Regions from separate parts of the Hordeum vulgare genome. Here region 2 is linked to region 1. Evidence: chromatin contacts called from public Hi-C data. All regions are on one chromosome and are shown on one strand. Each heading gives the region's core, a stretch centred on a gene start, on an enhancer-like site or on the middle of the called end of the contact. The rest is flanking DNA. Distances are from core to core; before and after follow the strand shown. Region 1 holds the start of LOC123402428 (mediator of RNA polymerase II transcription subunit 23). Region 2 holds the start of LOC123404756 (probable potassium transporter 16).

Region 1 (2,906 bases), core at 178-2,677:
AGTAGCTGGTTTCAAATTGGACTCCAGACCAGCTAAAATAATCCTACAGGATAAATGATGCAGGTAGCTAACTTGTGCTCCTCTGCGGGACTGATCACCTCTTGATGTTGTACCAGGCTGCCCAAGAGTAGAGAATTCAGCTGCCTTCATGGGTGACACATTTGCCCCTACAGGTTGATCAATACCAGATTGAGTTGGAGATCCTATAGTGTTCATTGCTGACAAGGGAGACGTAGGATTTGAAGCGTGAAAGCTTGGAGCATTTGGCACTGCAATAGCTGATGAAGAAGACACAGGGCCACCAACACTCACAGAACCGCCTTGGCCCATTGGTGCCTCGGCGGAGGAAACTGCACTAAGTAGAGATGGAATGAGGCTGTCCCATCTAAGGTGGCCACGAGCGCAGAGGCACTGCGTAGCAAAGAGCAGGAACTGAGATTGTGGAGCGTGGCTACTGCATTGCAGAACAAATGAGATGAGAACTGATTCCGTGACAGCCTGTAACTGCTCCTGGTCCTAAGAAAAAGGGAAATATAATCAATTACTTCTGTTTTTGCCCTGTGGTCAAAATGAATATTCGTGTAATGCTTCTGCTTACTGGAAACGGCATGCACAGCTCCTCAAAATCTGAAATGAACTGCTCGTCGCGGGGAGGCAGATCTCTGGTATGAGCAGACACTCTCTTCTGCAGCTTGTTCCTGAATAATCCGCATGGTCAGAGTACAGGACAGGTGCTATAAGACAATGTACAAGAAAGACAGCTACCACACCAGGGTTGCACGAGCTACTTCAAAATTGTCAGCATAATATGGAACTGAAGAAGGTATAATCTTCATTCGCTCAGCTAACGCCATGTGCAGTAATAATAAAACAAATAGCGGCACAAACATAATCCCATATCATCTATCATACCACCTCAACCAAACAATACTGTACTACGCACGAAATCCGACCCGATTTGAAGCCCACAGGAGAGGAAGCAACTTACGAGGTCTCCCTCGCCGGGTCCTCGACACGCTGCTTCGAGTTCACCTGCAAGGCCACGGGCACGCAGGGTCAGAACTAGGGTTTGGCGAGAGCATAGGGCGAAAGATTGGGGGGGGGGGGGGGGGGGAGGGATGGGCACGCACGCCGAGGTACAGGGTGAAGAGATCGGCGATTGCCGGGCGCGCCGGGTGCTGGAGGAGCTGCATCTGCCGCTGGTGCGGCAGCACCGCCGTGGCCGAGATCGCCGGCGACAGCGGCTGCCTCTGCCCGTGGCCCCCGTCCATCTCCGACGACGCGTCGCCGGCGAGTGGTGCGGCTGTCCGACCCCGACCGGGAGGGGAATGTCAGGAGTGAGGGTTTAGAAAGAGTGGAAGCAGCCTGGTGCCGCCGCGTTTGGGGAGAGAGATGGAACGGACGGCGTGATGTGTAACCCTGAGGTTTGAAGCCTGATCAGAGCCGCTGCTTCGGGCAGAGGCTGGAGGAACAGATAGGTGTCAACTGACAGGTAAAAATCTGGGTTGACCTCCCACACGACTTGTCACTCGTTCTTCCTCCTCCGTGACTCTCCTCCTCGTTTACCGCTTTATCAGCTTTCTTTCTTTCCTTTAATTATTTTTGGCGAGTGATCTATGTTGACGTGTCGGTTTAAATATGAATCCGTCGCATCTTGATTATCAGATATTGTCATCCTTTATCGTCAGATCTCCTCCCGTATCCCCAACCTTCAACCAACAAACGCGAGCCCTTCGTCGACCGTCCTCGTCCAAGCGCGGCGACGCTCCTTCCGTCGAGCTGTCCTTCTCCCGTCGCCCCCTCTCGTATGCCGTCCTCGTTGATCGTCCTCATCACTGGTCGTCACCCTCGTTGGTCGTCCTCGCTGCTAGTCGTCGTTATATCCGGTCATGGGCAGCCCGGCCCGACCCGACCTTGTCCACCTGCCGGGCTCAGGCCTGATAATCAAGCCCGGGTTCGGGCCGGGCCGGGCCCGAACCCATGAAATCTGATTTTACACCTACGTCGGGTTGGGCCGGGCCTGGGCTCAAAAATTAGGCCCGACGGTCGGGCCGGGCCGGGCTCGGGCCTGGGTTTTGTATCATGGGTTTTTTAGGCCCGGCCCGGGCCGAGATATGGCCACGTATAGTCGTTATTCTTATAGCTCATGTTGTTGTCGCTCGCCATCGTTGTCAAGCTCGCCGCTTGTAGCAGAGGCTGCCCTCGCCACAAGTCACCATTTCTCGTTGAAGCTTTTTCGCAAGCGGGTTGAAGCTTTCTCATTGTTGGTTGCATCTTTTCCAGAAGTCGATTGATGCTTTCGCGTCGTCGGTTGTAGTTGTTTCCTCCGGTCACTGGTGCTCGCAGCACCACGGGTTGCAGCTCTCGTGCATCACCGTTGTAGCTTTTCTAGAATACTAATGTAGCTTTTTTTTTCTTTGATTGTGGGTCGCAGCTTGATATGTCTCCAACGTATATATATTTTTTTATGTTTCCATGTTATTATCTTGTCAACTTTGGATGTTTTGTATGCATTTTATATCTTATTTGGGACTAACCTATTAACTCAGTGCCAAGTGTCAGTTCCTGTTTTTTCCGTGTTTTTGACCCTTTTCACATAAGAATATTAAACGGAGTCCAAACGGAATAAAATCTTCGGAATGATTTTTTCCGTAACAGAAGATACGCAGGGAACTTGAGAACCAAGGCAAAGGACTCCGGGGGAGGCCACAAGCCCCCTAGGCGCGGCCTGGGAGGGGGGCGCACCTAGCAGGCTTGTGCCCCCCGCTGGCTCCTTTACCCTACTTCTTCCGCCTATAAATTCCCTAAAAAACTGAAACCATGGAAGAGAGCCACGAAAATACTTTTCCGCCGCCGTAAGTTTCTGTCTCCGCAAGATCCCATCTGGGGACCGTTCTGGTGCCCTG
Region 2 (2,873 bases), core at 66-2,565, 170 kb after region 1:
TTTCATTTATATGTCCCGGCACGTACTATCCCACCGGTATGTGGTTAACACTTATGCCACGCCTCTAACTGGACTATATTTTTTTCTCTCTGTGAAATTTAAAGTACATATAAGTTAAGTCCAATTTGATCAATTTTGATTAAAATTATCGAAAAAAATATATGAGCATCTACAATACCAAGCATGCATCATATGAAAATATATTTCAATGTGAATCTAATGATATTGTTTTCACGTAAAATCTTATCACCGTTAAAGGTCGTATCAAGCCACAAGTCGCAACAGTGTCTGGAACATTTCTAGATATAGATTGACTTTCACATATGTAAGTGGCGGCTTAATCCATGGTACACAAAAGATAATATTTTTTTTCTTTAAACGGAAGGTAAGATGAAATTGAAGTTACTGACCTTTTTTCAGGTTAAATGTGTGATAAGTCAATCTATATCTAGAGATTGCGTTTTTTCTAGTAGTGTCAGTATCTGCTTTATTTATCTTCCCCTCCCTTCTGGTGGTGTAGTTTTCAGTTTGTCCTATTTCTTTTTTCTTTGGCTACAACACGTTAGGCTGTAAGCCGTTCAAACATGTTTTTTTTTGCCATTTCTTACCTTTGTTGTTAGTTTGTCATCTTGGTTGGTCAAAGTATATAAGTTTTGTTTGAAGTCAATTTTATTTTTTCGACTTTTTCTTTTACAAACCTTTAACAAACCACAGAAAAACATAAGCACATACGTCAATTGTCACATTTCGAAGTCCTACCAAGCCACAGGTCGCAAACAGTTTTATTTTGACTTGCCACAAACATAAGCGGCGGCTTTTAGCAAGCTAGCAGCCCATGGTACACGCAGGACCATCGTTTTCGTCTCCTCGAAACGGAAGGCATGACGAAATTCAGTTTCGGACCCTCATCCACGCTCCTGATTATTACTAGTAAAATAAAATGTACGTATAACACATGTGAACAGCAGATTTTCTGATCCAACGGGAGCGCAAGGGCACGCCGCACGCGTGATTCCAGTCTAGATCGAGAGGAGCTACTATTCCCGCTATTTTTATAGCGCCACGTCGCGCGCGTCGGCCGGTACAACGCCATTGGCGACTTTCCGTCCAAAATTAATGAGTCGTTGAGCAAGTCAAGATTGACGATGGACCGACGTGCGTGATGGATCCACTGGTAAACTGTTGCAGCAAGCAAGCAAGCAAGCAAAAGCAGCCAGCGAATTAACGAGACAAGTCGATCGGTAACAACTATCAAGTGGTCAGTAACGAGAAGTCAGTCGAGTAGCCCACAACCCAACCCAACCTCTCCCGGCGCGGCTGCCTGCGCTTATAAAGGGCGTTATAAGCAGCTCGGAACGGGATGAGCTCCGCCGGGACGTAAGCAGATCAGAGCAAAAAGCAGCAGATAAAGGCCGTTATAAGTAGCGGCGCGTAGGACGTCGAGCGGAGGAGCGGCTGTGCTGTGGAGGAGAGATCGATGGCGATGGGCAGCGCGAGGAGCAGCCTGGAGATCGTGCCGCACAGCGGCGGCGACGTCGAGGTGCCGCCGGCGGACGTGCCGCGGCAGGACTCGCTCTACCGCGACGCCACCAGGCCCGCCCACGGCGGCCACCATGGACAGGTATGCATGCATGCATGCTTGGCGACGCCGTTGGTAGGACTTGCTGGCGCGTTGTTATCCTACCTCAGTAGTATCTATGTTCATCGCCGCGCCATGGCCACTCGGACTGCATGGTGCCATGGTCACCGTGTCCGCCTAGCGCCGTGGCTTCCGCCTCCCTAACCTGACGGCGAATGGCGGCAGCACCCACTGTGGGCTGTGGTTTCTCCCTCCGCTGACGCTGCTCCGTCAGATTAAGCTAGCATTCTCTCCTCCTTGTCGCGCGGTTATGTCGTACGTACGTAACTGAACCTACGACGTATGAACGGCACCACCACCGTGTTCCTGCCTCCGCGCCGGAGCTGAAGCAGCTGGGAGGAGGAGAAGATAGCGTGTGACCGATCGAGCATGGTGCTATTGCTACGTAGAGATAGGCAGCACGTTCCCAATCCTACCGCTGTTCGACGTTGTAGAACTAGTAAGTAACGGGATTTGTTCGACGTTGTTGAACTAGTAAGTAACGGGATTTGTCAGACCTACCGTACCGTTGTTTTCCACCACTTGGACTCCGTACTCGGCCGGGCATGCAGACTCAGTATGCATATGCATGACACTGTAAATGTTCCTATCACACTGTCGTCTCCGGTGCTGGATGGAGGAGGAACGAGCGGGCGTGTCACCGAGCATCGTGTGGTACGTGGAGATGAAGCATATAGCGCGTTCCTACTACTGTTGGACGTTGTAAAGGGAGCAAGGAGATTTCTCAGAGTTGCCGTCCGTTGTTTTCCACCACTTAGACTATTCGGGCAGACTAATCAAGTTGTTGTTCTTTATATTATTATATTATACACAACCTGCACCTGCATGTGCATACTCTAGCTTCTATTACTAGGTAGTAGAAGAATTGACATGTGGATCGATCCAAGTCCAAGCTTGATACTGTAAATGTTACTCCTACCTATCAAGTTGGTCTCTGCTCGGGTGTCAAGTTGTTGTTTAGTGTAGTATATGCACCTGCATATGCATGCATAGAAGAATCTTTAATATCTTTGATCTAAAGTCCAAGCTTTATACTTACTGTAAATGTTACTCCTACGTTACTACGTACCTACAGGACAACTGGGTGAGGACGCTGCGGCTGGGATTCCAGTGCGTGGGCATCCTCTACGCCGACCTCGGGACGTCGCCGCTCTACGTCTTCTCCAACACCTTCAAGTACGGCGTCGGGCACGAGGACGACGTGCTGGGCGTCCTCTCCCTCATCATCTACAGC

What was found. Hi-C and Micro-C count contacts between places; a contact is called where the count stands out from the background.
Region 2: a contact with region 1 is called in a Hi-C map of leaf, with 5 times the contacts expected there. The contact joins the promoter of LOC123404756 here to the promoter of LOC123402428 in region 1. A contact is called at or near these places in 4 of 6 Hi-C or Micro-C datasets (leaf and seedling).

The regions. Positions count from the first base shown.
Region 1 is chr6H:492,327,806-492,330,711 of MorexV3_pseudomolecules_assembly, forward strand. LOC123402428 (mediator of RNA polymerase II transcription subunit 23) reads right to left here and starts at 1,428. Exons shown (of 21, transcript XM_045096352.1): 1 at 1,131-1,428; 2 at 989-1,032; 3 at 599-698; 4 at 1-516. The coding sequence starts at 1,271.
Region 2 is chr6H:492,501,750-492,504,622 of MorexV3_pseudomolecules_assembly, forward strand. LOC123404756 (probable potassium transporter 16) reads left to right here and starts at 1,316. Exons shown (of 10, transcript XM_045098700.1): 1 at 1,316-1,621; 2 at 2,715-2,873. The coding sequence starts at 1,478.